Linked DNA regions of Mus musculus: region 2 is linked to region 1. A link is a contact called in public HiChIP or PLAC-seq data. All regions are on one chromosome and are shown on one strand. The core of a region is the stretch at or near the end of the contact, and the rest is flanking DNA. Distances in the headings are between cores, read along the strand shown. Region 1 has its middle 16 kb from the start of Ackr3. Region 2 overlaps Gm41917 (a long non-coding RNA gene).

Region 1 (7,648 bases), core at 3,426-5,925:
TTGGTGAGCAGGGTGGGGGGAAGGAGTAGGGGGCTTTCAGAGGGGAAATTAGGAAAGGGGATAACATTTGAAATGTAAATAAAGAAAATATCTAATTAAAAAATACAAAAAAGAGAAAAAGTTGAAAGTTTTCCATCATGGAAAAAGAAAGAGAGAAAGAAAGAAAGAAAGAAAGAAAGAAAGATAAGAAAACCTGAGAATAAAATTGAAAGAGACCTTGAGACATCAGTGAGAGATGGACTGAGTGACAGGAGTGGTCTGAATGGATGTAGAAGATATCCAGAGTGTCACCAGCCACTTACATGACATAGAGGTAATACTGTACCCCATAACACATTCACCAGGACAAACAGATGTTGCCTCGTCTCTTTTTATCATAATAAGTACCCCACACACACAAAAAAAATCTAGGTTTTAATGTATACTTTCTTACATTTTAAATTGTAGCCATTTTCATACTAATTTTGATTTGTCCCATGTTGTTTATTACTCTAAATGTTTACATATTCCTTCCTTCCTTTGTAATTCTCAAAGGCAGTTTTGCTTTTCATAGGAATTCTGGAAGAGAACAATGAAATTGCCTAAGAATCTAAAAGAAAAGTTATCTCCCTTTATTAAACTTTTTCTTTATTGAGAGGGTTTCACGTGTAGCTCAGGCTAGCCCTGCACTCCTTGTTCTCCTACTTCCACTTCCCAAACACTGGGGTTTACAAGCGAGCCCTTAAGGCTGTGCTTAAGAGCGTTAGTATTTTGTTCCATTTTAGAAGAAAGCAGAGGCCACCATCATGTGCCAAGAGCAGGCTACGTGATGGTATATCTTACATGAGATGTGTATGTTGGAATTCCCTTGAGGAATAGGACCCGTGAATGGCAGTAGAGTGCCAAGGGACATGTTTACTTTGACTCACACAGTGTGGACTGGGCAGTCCAAGAGTGGCTGCATGCAGGAGAGGCAGAGAAGTCCTGAATTGCTCACTCCACAAAGGTGAACCTCAAGAGCCCCAATCTGGCACTGGAGACCTGCAGAGCTCCTGGAGAGTCATCATCAGTCCATGTTGGAAGGTATTAAAAAGCTGTGCTCCAGTGTCCCCGGTGTCCCTGAGGATGGCGACAGCAGCTCCAGCAGTGACACACTCTGCAAGAAGCTAAAGTGAGCTAACAGCACTGTCCCCACCTCAGACCTCTCTATCTGAGCCATTGCTGAAAGGCGCCACCCACCCTGGAGGACACTTCTCTCATTTTTGTTCACCCTTCCTGGAAAAACATGCACAGACCCATCCAGAGCTATATCTTTGAGGTGATTCTACATCTAACCAAACTGCAGTCAGGATTAACCATCCTGGGATTATCTATCCTCCTCCTTTAGCTCCAGTGTTGGCTCTTTTCTCAACCACCCACCTACCCTTCCAGCTTTGGGACTGGGAACAAGATGGGAACAAATCCACTCTGGCTGGAGTGAGGTTGCAGGCATACCCCTCATCTTTCAGTAGTACCAGTAGAGTCACATCTTGACTAGCCATGTTGCCTGCAGAGCTGGAAGGATGACTCTAGGTGTTCCTCATTGGCACAGCTAGCCTTCTGGAGTCCATAACTATCAGCTAGCTATAGCTGGTGGCCCAAGTCAGCCTATGAGGCAACCTCACCTACATAGTAGCACTTGGGAGTGTGTTGGCAGGGTCCATCACAGGGAAGCAGACACGCAGAGCCTATGGTGTGGTGGAGGATGCTCGTCTCCTCCCCCATTGCCACTGTGTGTGAAAGAGCAGGAACAGGATACAGCTGGGCCGGGAGGCTTGTGCCAAGTCCATGATTCATCTAGAAGGGGATGGGCCGTGTCTGGTGTGACACCCTATGGCTCTGGTAGGTAGAAAATGTGGTGAAGCCAGGTGTACCTTTAAGAAGAGTGCCACAGATGTGTGTGAGACCTGTCTAGGGGACAGATGAATGAGCACTGCCCACAGACCATAATTTTCTTCATGAGACTGCGTCTGCAGGTTGTGGCAGGCAGAGGGTGTCTGTCTTCAGCCATGGAACCGTTGATCTGTTCAGATGCCCATCAGCTCATCTGAGACAAACTCTGGATTGAAAGTTAGGGAGCTCCCAGTTCTACTGACACCAACCACATTGCCATAGGGTGGAATCCGGTTCTGGCTTTGCTCTGTTCCCGTGGTCATGAGAAAGTCTGTCTCTGGCCAGTCTATGCAGTGATGGTGAAGAGGGAGCAAAGCTGGTGGCGTCCTTTCTGCCTTGGGCTGTGCCTGGACCCAGTGAACCCTGCTGCCAGAATAAGGATAGATTTCTTGCTCCGTGCACTAGCCAGGCTGGGTACTTTTCCAGAGCTGGGGTGAAGGAATCCTCTCAGTTTCCAGGGATTCTGTTACAACTGGAGAACCAACATGTGCAAAACAAAACCAACCAAACAAACCAACCACCACCAACCAACCAACCAACCGTGTATGTGCCTGACAGCTGTGAACTTAGCTGTCCTTCCTTAGATGCCATCTGTCTTGTCATTGTGTGATGATAACGTCTTTCATCGGCCTGGAGCTTGGCCATTAGGTAAGGCTGGATGGCCAGTGAGCTCTAAGAACCTATCTGTCCCGGCCTTGCCAGCTCTAGGAACACAAGAGCACAGTACCCCACCCAGCCTTATGTGAGTTCAGTGGAAGAACCCTGATCCTTATGCTTTCGAGGCAGGCACTTTACCGACCAAGCTATTATCCCAGCCTGAGCCAACAGCTCTCTTCAATTCTGGGCAGGATAAGCAGGTGGATCTGAGTCTTCCCAAGATGGTCAGAGGTTGACTTAACCCTAAGCTCAGGCTAGGCTGCAGACAGGGCGTGCAGTATTTTGAACTTGGGGTTCTTCATCTGTGAAACAAGGACATTTAACAGCCTCTTCAGGGATGTTGCCAGGGCTCCGGAATAGACTCTTGTTTCAAGTGTATGGCTGTCCTTCTTTTCATTGATAATGAAGCTGTTCACTATGTCATGTACCATTGTGCAGAGATGTCCTGCTGGGCAGAGGCAGGAATGGCTTACACCTCTCCACGAGGCACCTGGGGAGAGGCCACCTGTGGGGAGCCGCCCTCACATTCAACGTTGCAAGATGGCGCTGACATCCTGTGTTCTAAGTGGTAAACAAATAATCTGCACATGTGCCAAGGGTAGTTCTCCACCCCATGTGCTCTGCCTTCCCCGTGACGACAACTCGGCCGATGGGCTGCAGCCAATCAGGGAGTGACACGTCCTAGGCGGAGGATAATTCTCCTTAAAAGGGACGGGGTTTTGCCATTCTCTCTCTTGCTTTCTTGTTCTTTTTCTCTCTCTTGCTCGCTGGCTCTCTGGCTCTCTGGCTCTCTTGCTCTCTGGCTCCTGAAGATGTAAGCAATAAAGCTTTTGCCGCAGAAGATTCCGGTTTGTTGCATCTTTCCTGGCCGGTCGCGAACGTGTGTAAGAGCCAACCTGCTTCTTAGTTTATGTCACCCTTGGGTGACAACCCCTGTTATAGAACTATCTTTTTTCTCCCCTTCTGGGGGCGTTATTTTCTTTGGATGCCCTGTCTCAGTTTTCCAGCCTCTCTTAGCACTGATGGAAATACACATCTTGCATCCATCTGAGGGCAAAGGTGATACTATTGGGTGATATGATATTGCCTTACTTCTATGTTAGCCTCTTGAAACTCAGGGCACCTTCTATGTGCCAGCCACAGACAGGAGTCTGGTTTCTCACGCCACCAGCCCTGCATCTCACATCCCTTCTCACTTGGCCACTTCCAGGTCCCCGCTGTGCTTTTGACCTGGGGCATCTGCTTCCAGGCCAGTCTGGTTGTAGCAAAGAAAACAAACTCTAGATGCTTCTGTAAGCACGCAGGAAGTGCTGGTCCGTGATACCCAGAGGCATACGGAACCAGGCAGGGACATGCACCATGAGGGATCCTGGGTAGCTAGCATGATAGGGGTCCTTGGTTCAACCCTTGTCTGTGGGAAGCAAAACCAGGAAGCAGCAGGCTCATGCACTAACCGATACTAGCATGCAAGTGGGTGCCATCCTGCCTCGTCACTTGTCCCTCTTCTGATCCAGTATGAGAGTCTCTGCAAGGCCAAGTGGAGGGTTTGTAGCAGCAAAACGTGCCTTGGGCTGCTGAGAACTATGCCCAGTCATTTCCAGTGCCAGCCGACTCTGACTGATAGCGCAGCCTAGCCCTCCGAGGCCTGGTTCTGCTGGTCAGTCTGTTTCCTCTGTTTTCCCGATCTTGCAGTTGGGACCCTCAGCTGGCCCCACAGCTGTTATCTCTACCCTGGCTCAGGGAGGCCAACAGCCACAGCTCCAGGTTGGGGTTGGAGGGGACAATCTCCCACCATGCTCCGGATGCTACGCTTGGGACTGGCTATGTGTTCGAATCTATGCTCTGGCCTTGTATCTTCTTTCACATCTGCAAATTAATTGAAACATGGTCCACCCCTCCCCTAACACACACGCCATGCAATCACGCAATGCTCTCCCTGGATCTGCCATCTCATAGCAATTCAGAGTTTTGACACATGTCCGCAGCAGAGCCTGGCATTTTCCAGGGCAGAATGGAGAGGATCTTTTAGGATGCAAATTTGTATTGTGAGCTCCTGAAAAGAGATGGAGAAGTGGGGGGGAGGACCTCCCTGCCAGGTCAATGGGCCAGGACTTGCCAGTGTGTCCTTGGGATTGTGTATGAAGGCCACAGGAGAGAATGGACACTGCGGACAGAGAAAGAACTGTCATTTATCTGGAGCTCATTAGTTGGCAGGGGGAATTTTGGGGACAGCGGTAAAGGCCAAGCTGAAGAAACTGCCATCGAGGTCCTTTAAGATGCGTTTCCTTCCAGCCTTCCTCTCTCCCGGTCAGAGGGGGTTGGGAGGATGGGTAGGGGAAGTTTTATCGGGGAGACATAGTGAAATCTTGCTTTTGTTGATAGCTAGAGGATCCAAATACATCGAGGCCACACAGGGATGGTGGTCATGTGATCAGTACATTTGCTCACATAGATGCGTTTGTAGGGATGCCCTTAGAAACAGTGTAAAGTTAACACACAGTACCATCAATCAAAGGGATGCAAGGAGAGGCAGCCACCAGAGCTAAGACTCGCAGGTCACTGCAAAGTTCAGGAGACCCAACCTGCCCACTCTAAAGGAAACACCACACCGTTGAGTTTCAGCATGCTTACCCTTAGCGTGTTTTGAATTTTACATAAAGCAGCAAAGGTAGAGAGGCTGAGAAAGAAGATCCAGAAAGAGAAAGAGCACACAGGGCAACAGGGTCACAGGCTGAGCTGGATGGCCAGCTTGTGGTGGTTGGAGGGTTGAGTGTCTTAAGAGATCAGATACAGAGGAACCTCGCTGGAGCTCAGGAAGGGCACGCCTCATGTTGTGGGAGGGGCCAGAAGCACATCCAGCTGCCAGCTCATTGCATCCTAGGTGCATAAAAGTTCCAGCCTGGGAGGGCACCCAGCTCAGTGCCTGCAGTCTGAACTTATAGCTTTGAACAGTAATGTGGGCTTGTGGGACCAAGGTTGGTTGGCACACATCTGGTGTAGGAAAGAGATCTGGAAGAGAAAGGCTGAGGAAACAGCGTGTCCTTTTAGGTAATGTTTTCATGGCTCCACCCCACCTGTTCTAGGCATCTGGAGCCATTTGTCTTGCGATGTTATTCATCCAGCCCCTCAAAGCATGGCTTTGTTCAGAGCCCGCTTCACACCTGCAACTGTGCCACAGTCATTTAGGGTCCCAGATGGGAGGTCACAAGGATACAGCACCACAGGGAACCCCACAGCTCAGCTGTGCCCCATCACTGCAGAACTCGACCCCTCTCTATTCTGGGAAAACAAAAGTAAGATGTGGTCCCCAAACATCGAGAGTTATTAATCCTTTACACATGTCACACGGATAACTGTAGCAGAAAGCATGGTTCAGCCAGTGCCAGCAGATCTGAACAAGGCCTTCGTGGACCCCTGAGGGTGATGAGTTCTGAGTGGGAAGGGTCGGGGCGGCAGGAGCAAAGAGGTGCTTAGACTAAAGAGGGCCAGTCAGCGGGAGACAGACTCCAAGCAAGGCACCGGAGCAGGCAGCGTCTGTCAGTTTTGAGGGGTTGGGTGTGTCTCACTGATGGAATGCTTGCCTAGCAGATTTGAGGCCTTGGGTTTTGTTCTGTGCGTGATCACACCAACAACTCAAAAGACAGCAACAAGAAGGAGGTTATGAGGAACTAACCAGTAAGAGAAAGACTGGAGAGAAACTGAGATTCATAGATGCAAAAGAGCCAGGCCCCAAGACTGAGGCACACAGAGAGGAAGACTCATCCAGGAGTGAGATACAGATGATATGTAGAAGGCAGAGCTCATGGGACAGCAGGGAACATCTTATGGGTCTGGGGAATTACATTTTAGATGAGGTAGTTCCTTAAACCTGCCTGGCTGTGGAGAAGCTGAGGCTATGGGACTCCAGGACCCTGGCAAAGGAGGAGCCTCATGTGCAGTGAAAACCCACAGGGCTACTGTGCCCAACAGGGAGGCAAGACTTCCTTCTTGTATCCACCCTTGGCACCTCCTTCTGACTTAACACCGTTCTCACCCAGCACAGTGAGAGGGGTCAAGGATCCACATACTCTCCACAGAACCATCTGAGACACAAACACATCTGTGGCCATGTTGCAGTGAGCTCCAAACCTCTCCAGAGAGCTTCACAGAACAAGCTCTGGAAGAGATTTCTAATGCCCCATGTTAACAAACCTCATGGGCCCCTCCACTGCAGGCCCAGATCCCAAAGCCTCGCTCTCATTCAGTTGCCAAACTCGTGCTGGGATGTCCCAGTGCCGGGCTGCTTTCCCTGGATGGCTGGGAATTGGATCTCAGGACAGAGCTAGCTTCCTAGGCCAACTCCGGTCTGAAACACACCTGCTTTGTCTCTCCAGCAACATTTTTGATCTAGCAATGTCTTTGCTCTGCTCCTCCCCCAGCCTCCCTGCCCAGTATAAACTGCGCATGCTCACGCTTTCTTCCTGGTTATATAGACTCTTCCCGGGACAGGGCAGCATGGCAAGCCTCCCTGCTAGAGGCTGGGGATCCTGAGGGATGAGGAAGACCTTCAAAACCCTCCTCCAAGGTGTCAACAGAGAGAATCGCATAAGTGAATACTACTTATGTGACCGTCAATGACAGAAATGGGGCTTTTCAGGCTCGGTCCTTACCTGGCCTTAAGGCTAATCAGGTAGACACTCTCATCAGCTGCCTGCAGCCTTAGAGGAGAAAGATGGTGGAGATACTTAAGGGAGAAGTACTGACTTCTCTGGTATGTCACCGTGACAGAATACCTTACAGGAATGATGTGAAGGGCAGATTGTTGCTTGATTGACATTTCCTTGTGTAGGAAAATAAAAGGACAACAAAAGCACAGAGACACCGGTGTCATTGGCCAATGAATTTGAACTTATTGAATGCAGATGCTGTTGGCTGCCTGTTAGAAAAAACATTACAGAGCCGATGACGCTAACCATCACAACCAACCTGGAAATTTGCAGTAGATTCCACCGATGGTTCTGGAGGTGTGGAGGCACCAAGAGAGATTCAAAACTGAACGCAAATTGTGAGACTTTTTTTTTTTTCTTGTCCTGTTCTCACA
Region 2 (7,648 bases), core at 2,305-4,804, 370 kb after region 1:
AGAAAAAAAATAGAGACAAATAGTGGAATACTGAGAATTTTAATTAACAAGCAGTTCTGTAAGAAGAAAAAGGAGAGAAGAGGCGTGGGCATGCAGGGACAGGAGCTGGGTTGCCATTTCAGGGTCAGGGGCTCCAGAAAGCCTGTGTGAATTAAGACACACACACACACACACACACACACACACACACACACACACACCGGAAGTCAGGGAGAAAGACAAGCAAATGCCTGAGGGAACAGTGCTCCAGGCAGAGGGAAAACCATGCACAGAGTGACTCGAGGGTGCATTGGTATGTTTGAAATGCAGTGAACAGGAGACATTGGCCCCATCAGAGTGAAGAAGTTGGGGGCAACTGTAAGAAGAGCCAACATTACAACCTTGTCTGTCATAATGAGGCCAGGATGTCTCAACTCCGTGTGACATTGAAGGGTCAGAAGACTGGCAGGGTCTGAGGAAACACAATCAGTTGGCTCCCTCAGGAGACTGTGGCAGTCCTGGGGGAAGGGGCCATGGAACAAGGCCAGGCCTCACGAAGAAGCTGCTCTAAGGAGCCAGGCACACTGGAGGAGGCTTGTCATGGGGGACTGGCAATGTGGGCGGCAAGGACACGACCTGATTCCAGAACCAATGTGATTTACTAATCAGTTTCATATGAGGCATGAGAAATGGAGAGGGATGAACAACACCCCAACAACACCCCACCTCCACAACTCCCCAACTCCCCACCGCACTTGGCTTGAGGAGAAGGTTCCCTGTAACCGGAGGAAGAACAGGCTTGGTGGAACCACAGGAACTGGGCTAGACATGGTGACATCTCTGAAGAGGCACCAGGATAAACAGATGCATGGTGCTGATGTCCAGGAGAAGGCCTGGTCAGACAGACACTCCCCAGGGTCAGGATGTGGAATCCATTTAAAGCTAGGAGACCACTGTGGGCCCTGGCAGTGGGTGAGGATAGAGAAGAGACAAGTTTCAGGACCTCCAAGATTTAAAGATGAAGAGGAACCGCCAATGTATAAAGAGAGTAGCCACATGGTAGAGTCCACCCAGTACTGATGGACCCAAAAATTGTCTCTACAGGAAAAAAAGTTTGTTTCCCCCAAACGTGTACAATGATGCAAAAGCCACATTTTTCCAACAAGAACTAGACCTTAGGCTCTGAGTTTGCCTCTTCCCAGGTACACACCATGAAGTCTGAGTCCCTTTAGAGATCCTGCTCATTGTGGCCAGAACAGCACCCAGAGGACCTTGGATCACCATGTCTATCTAGACTACTCGGTAGGTCAGGAATATAAATGCACTTTTGACCCATGGTCCTTCCGGTCTGTGGAAGAGTTTATCAGGACAAGACTCCATTGTAAGCTAGGAGCCTCTGCAGAAGGAGGGTAGAAGGCACATCAGAGAAGAGGGAGGGTACCAAGCTGGGCCAAACATTGACTAAATGGTCAAGTGGGGTTAGGACAGATGTTCTCCTTTGAGTGTAGTGGGGAGGAAGCCCCATGACCTTGAACTTAGTAGTTAGAAAATCTGTTATCTTCCAATGGTATCAGAGTGTGCCAGAGTCAAAGGTAGAAGAGACCATAGAAAGGGATGGAGCAGTGGACTTAGAGACCTTAGGGATATTCGGCATAAAGATCAGTGGTGATGACAGGGAACTCATAGCTGTCATCTGCTCAAACACATTACGTATTTCAAATGAGGGGGGAGGACCATAAAGGAGATAGGCAGTGTCCAACACCAAACAAAGCCAGAAAGGTGTATGTGGGGGGAAGGGAAAGGCAGGGAGTTTAGGGGATAGTAATAGGCTGATGGGAAGGTAGCTGGGATGAGAAATCCAGTATCCTATCACCATTAGATGAAACCCAGACACTGGGCAGAAGAGCTCAAATATTTGGCTGAAGGAAAGCATCACTTTCTATGCCCACAGGAAGATGGGAGAGTAGATAGTAGAGAGATAGTAGAGAACCCTGCTATTTATTAGGATGTACTGTAGGAGAGGGCATCCAGGAGCAAGGTGGGGAAAAATCAGCGAGCCATGTGTAGGAATCTCGAGCCTCATTAACAGTGGAGAGTGAGGAAAGGGTACACTCCCTGATCATGAGTCAAGCAACAAGAGCTTGAGGGCACAACATTTAAGATGCAGTTTCTAATCAAAGGGCTGACAGTACTGTAGCCCTAGAGTGGGAACATGCTCTGCTCTGAGCCCACATTCAGTCCTGACCCCAGGCTGGCCCATGAGGTGTCAGAAAAGAGAGACTACTGGAGGAGTTGACTGCACCCAACCATGTGACTTCAAGACTTGTCTTCACTTACAAGGAAAAATGGTGCCTCGCTGGGCAGGTATGCACCTTGGAGAGGAAGGCTACTTAAAAGGCAGAGGCCAGCATTGGAGAAAGCATCTGAGTCCACCTCATGGCTAGGGGATGGCATAAAGGAAGACCATAAAGCATGCTACAGACCTCTCTGTACTGGCTGGTTTTGTGTCAACTTGACACAAGCTGGAGTTATCACAGAGAAAGGAGCTTCAGTTGAGGAGAGGCCTCCATGAGATCCAGCTGTAAGGCATTTTCTCAATTAGTGATCAAGAGGGGAAAGGCCCCTTGTGGGTGGGACCATCCCTGGGCTGGTAGTCTTGGGTTCTATAAGAGAGCAGGCTGAACAAGCCAGGGGAAGCAAGCCAGTAAGGAACATCCCTCCATGGCTTCTGCATCAGCTCCTGCTTCCTGACCTGCTTGAGTTTCAGTCCTGAATTCCTTAAGTGATGAACAGCAATTTGGAAATACAAGCTGAATAAACCCTTTCCTCCCCAACTTGTTTATTGGTCATGATGTTTGTGCAGGGATAGAAACCCTGACTAAGACACTCTCTACCTTACATATCCCTGTCTGACCTTACTGTGATCACAGAAGGCCCTTTATGGAGGGAAAGTTGAAGACCCACAGAGGTGCACTAGTCATGCCCAAAGCCACATCACTGCTTTCAGAAGATCCAGGAAAGACAGACAGGTCTCCACCTGGACCAACAGGAGTTAGATGAGCCCCAGCCTGGAGAGCATTAGGGTCGCTTTTTATGGCACATGAAATCTCTAGGTTGGTTCCCTTACCATTCTCAATGTTTCTTTCCCTTATGGCCCTTCCAGAAAGGGTTGTTGATGTTCCTCACATCATTTGGAGTTTTCTCACCTCTACATGTCTTCCAACTCCCCCATTATCAAAGGAAGGTTTTCCTCCAAAGATTGCCAGAAAGGATGCTTTGCAAACAGATTTGAGCTTCCTCGCTGTCCTGGGAATGTGCTCAGCCCGGGATATGGAGGTCCCTGAAGCGTGGGCTCTTTGTTTTTCTGAGATGGTTGCTACCTTCATTACTGTCTGCACAGGGCATTTTGACAAGGTTAGGCTCCAGCACACTGCTTTGTGGATCTTTTCTACTTAGATTCTTTCAGAGACTTATTACATGTCAGCTCAGGGCCACGAAGCTGGGACTGTGGGACAAAGAGGCACGTGGGTAATTTAACTTTTTGGTATTCAAACAAGAACACAAAAGTCCCCAGGGAAGCAGCTGGGGCTGAACCCGTGCCAGACACTAATTGTCTCCCTGGCAGTGGCAAGCAGCCCCATGCAGATAAACAGGCCCAGAGCCTTCAGGGACACAGACCCCCTTAAAAACATCGATATGGAATCTCCCAGGAAAACGCACATATATGGGAACTTTGAAATGTAATTTCTGAATACTAAGAACTCCCTGTACTTTGCATAACAAGCCCCAACTTAGGGTTCTATTGCTGTGAAGAGACACTGTGACCAGGGCAACTCTTATAAGGACAACATTTAACTGGGGCTGGCTTACATTTTCAGAGGTCCAGACCATTATCATCATGGCAGGAAGCATGGCAGCATCCAGGCAGGCATGGGGTTGAAAGAGCCAAGAGTTCTACATCTTAGTTGGAAGGCAGCCAGGAGACTTTGTCACAATGGCCAGACTTGAGCATGTATAAAAGACCTCAGAGTCCCACCTCCTCAGTGACATACTTCCTCTAACAAGGCTTCTCCAATAAGGCCACACCTTCTAATAGTGCCACTTCCCATGGGCCAAGCATATTCAAACCACCACAAGCCCTTAAAGGTTATTACTTGTAAACAAATTCAAGAGTGTGGAAGGAAAGTAGGGCTTTGGGGTTTGACTCAGTTGGTAAGTGCTTGGCTGTGAAAGCCAGAGGATCTATGCTTGGATCCTGAGAATCCACAGAAAAAGCCGGGCATCAGAGCTGTGCTAGCTAGATTCATGTCAACTGGACACAAGCTAGAGTCAAGGGAAATTCAATTAATAAAATTCTTTATACCCTCAGTGAGGTGTAGTTACCAGGTCTCATCAAAAAGCCCTCTCTTTACAGCAAATGCAGACCATCACAGAAAACCACACTTGGACAGTGCAGGGATCATGGATTGTTGGGAACACAATATCAATGGACATGTTAATACAGAAGCAGGAAAATTTCACAAATTCCCATCTCTAGACAAAGAACTATTGGCAGCCAATGACAACAGAGAAGACAAATAGCTTCTCCCAGAGACGAGATCCCTTATTGGTTGTTCAATGCAGTGTTCAGGATTGAAACCATGTACATGCCACTAGCAAAAACAAACTCAGCAGGACATGTGTGTGTATTTGCACACACATATATACATGTGTGCACATATATAACATATAATAAAAGAAAAGAGGCTATCAACTTAAGAGTGGGGGCCTGGGAGGGGATCAGGGGAGAATAGCAGGGAGGAGCTGGAGGAAGAAAGGGAAGAGGTCATTGATGTTATGCTATCTCAACTAAAATATGTTTTAAAAAGTCAAAGTTGGAAGAAGGTGAGTAAGTAGGGGTGTATCTTGGAGGATTAGAAGGAGTAGGGGGTGAGTATGACCCGAGTACAATGTATACGTGTATAAAATTCCTAATGAGTTAATTAAAATATTATACCAAAAACAAATTAAAGAAAATGAAATCTGAAGAGAAGAGAAATAGAAAATGTCTCCTCCAGACTGGCCCATGGGCAAGCCTATAGGCACTTCCTGTATTGATGATTGGTGTGGGAGGGCACAGACCACTGTGCTTGGTGACAGCCCTGGGCAGGTGTTCCTGAGGTACATATGAAAGCCTACTGAGCTAGCCAAGGAAGAGCAAACCAATAAGCACCATTCCCTCAAGGTATTGACCAGTCCCTGCATTGAGTTCCCTCAGGGATGGACAGGGTTGGGATGTGTGAGCCAAATAAACCCTTTCCTCTTCAAGTTGATTTTGGTTATAATGTTTATCCCAGCAACAGAAAGGTAACCAAAGCAACAGTGTAGCCTGGAATCCTGGAACTGTTGAAGTAGAGACAAGAGGATGATTCCTTGAGGCTTAGTTGCAAACTCAGTTTCATTGCATTGATGAGCTACAGGGGTCAGTGAGAGACCCCGTCTCCAAAAAAAAAAAAAAAAAAAAAAAAAAAGTGTAGAGTGATTGAGTAAGACACCTGGTGTTGATCTCTAACTTACACATGCACACACGCACACACACAGAGACACAGAGAGACAGACACAGAGATGGTGAGAAACAGAAACGGGGGAGACAGAAACAGTAAGAGAGGGTTAAACTCTCCCCTTGCAACTGACCCAGCATCAACTGCCTTCTCTTGGAGCCCATCCCTGCCTCCTGCAAAGAAGATTTTGACAGCAGCCTGAACCTCAGCATCTCCCACCCCACCTACCCCCTCTTCCTCCCTAAAGGAAAGCTCCCCCAGCCTCATCATGCCTGGCTCCAATACTCAGCCTGAACATCTGAACTCCAGATGATGGCCCTTTGCTGCAGGAGCATCCTTCTGTTCTTTGCATTTATAGATAATAAATAGCAACAGGAGTTATATATCTATTATACCTCAACAGAGCTGTTTTCAATGTATTTATCATATTGGCAGAGCTGGGCCGGTTGGAGAATAGGAGAGTGGGATGTAGGATAGAGTGGGAAGGAGGAAGCAGCTTTAGATAACCCTGGAACCTTGCTACCACCTCAGTGCCTTTGCACGAGATGCTTCCTCTTCCTGACCCACTCCTCCCTTGCAGAGACTGTGGCCGACTCTTTCACTCCCTGCAGCTATCCTCTGCGCAGCCTCTCAGAATCACTCCCTGCAGCTGACTGTGCTGAAATGGCCCTCTCTTCCCTTGGCCACATTTTCACCATTCCTCATGGCACATTCTAGATAGGATCTTTTTTGCTTACTATCTGTTTTCTCTATACTACATCTGCTAGAAAACTCAGACTCTGGGATGCAGGGGCTTATGTGTAGCATGGATATATGTAGCAATGTGTCCCAAATACTTGGTAAATGAATGAAAGAATAAGTCAGCCATACATTCCTTCCTCTTCGCACATCTAGGGAGTTCTCCTCCGATGACTCCAAGGGACAGGCTTTTTCTTCCCAGTGATGCCTGCAATAAATAACTACTCTTGTGGAGGTCAGATAGAAGCATTTGCTGGCCACACCTCCCTCTGTATAACTATAGCCCCTAAACCAAGGTAAATTATCAGCTCGAAATTCCATGTGTGAACTTCTCTCCAAAACACCTCCACTCAGCCATGACTCAACATCCTGACTTCAGCTCCAATTAGAGCCCAAAGCAAGCAAAGGTAAGTCCAGTTCTCAGTACCCTGTTACAGGCTGAAAACATAGCTGTGGCCAGTTTCCTGTCTGGCTCACATACTATGTAATTACCATTTTAAAATGGCAACTTTAACTATATTGAGGCATAGCGACAACAGACAACTCAAGGGCAGTGTTTGCTTCTTTTAACATATTGTTATGATGGAGGGGAGATATGCAACAGCAGCAGCAGAATTCTACTTTGGATGGAGCCAAATAGGCTGTGATATTCCCTACCAAGAGCAATGGTTGTTGATCTGTGAGTGGCAGGACCTGTGAGACATTCAGAGCTCTGTTCTTTTAAGATGTCCCATAAGCAATGTGAGCTCCAAGTACAATCTACATTCTAAGGACCCATGCTTGCCTTCCATTTAAGTACATCCCTGTTCTGACTTCATGTCTATAACGGTGAACACATATCTTGGGAAAAAAGCAATTTAGAGAAGAAGTGGTTTATTTGCGTTTCAGCTCCAGATTAGACTTTATTATTGAGTGGAAGGCAAGGCAAGGATTCAAGTAGCTAAGCACATCACAGCTCAGTCAGGAGCAGAGAAAAAAATAAGTGCATGCTTGCCTGCTGCTTGTTGGTTTGCTGTCACGTAGCTTTCACTACTCTTATGTAGCTTGGGAATCCCTGTTTAGGGAATAATGCCACCCACAGTGGAGTGGGTCTTCCTACATCAATTATCAAGACAATTCCCACAGATATGCCCCAGGCCAACCTGATAGAGACAACCCTTCATTGAAATGCTAAGTGATTCTAGGCTGTGGCAAGTTGACAGTTAAAACTAACCATCATAGTCCTCCCGAGTACTTGGGCTCAAGTGATAACTACATATGATGTGTTTTTCTGTGTTATGTAAAGAGATTCTGCGTAGGAGTCTTTGGTTTAATCAATTAAATGCAGAATAACAGTTCCTTAGTCTTTAGTCTTTGGGGAACACATATGTTTCAGGTGAGACATTTCTCAT

Evidence for each region. HiChIP or PLAC-seq counts read pairs in DNA pulled down with a chosen protein or histone mark.
Region 2: a contact with region 1 is called in an H3K4me3 HiChIP or PLAC-seq map of embryonic basal ganglia, with 5 times the contacts expected there. The contact joins two enhancer-like sites. A contact is called at or near these places in 3 of 484 Hi-C or Micro-C datasets (all in embryonic stem cells) and 2 of 115 datasets of contacts at active chromatin or transcription factors (embryonic basal ganglia and embryonic stem cells).

What each region holds. Positions count from the first base shown.
Region 1 is chr1:90,184,601-90,192,248 of GRCm38.p6, forward strand. No RefSeq gene overlaps it. Among named protein-coding and RNA genes, the nearest start is that of Ackr3, 16 kb to the right of the region's middle. Within about 2 kb of position 4,676, at least 6 of the 459 cell types and tissues checked have an H3K27ac peak or open chromatin away from gene starts, as enhancers often do. A contact at or near this core is called in embryonic basal ganglia, where this site is marked.
Region 2 is chr1:90,557,572-90,565,219 of GRCm38.p6, forward strand. All of the region lies in intron 2 of Gm41917 (a long non-coding RNA gene), which reads right to left. Among named protein-coding and RNA genes, the nearest start is that of Gm35141, 14 kb to the left of the region's middle. Within about 2 kb of position 3,555, at least 10 of the 459 cell types and tissues checked have an H3K27ac peak or open chromatin away from gene starts, as enhancers often do. A contact at or near this core is called in embryonic basal ganglia, where this site is marked.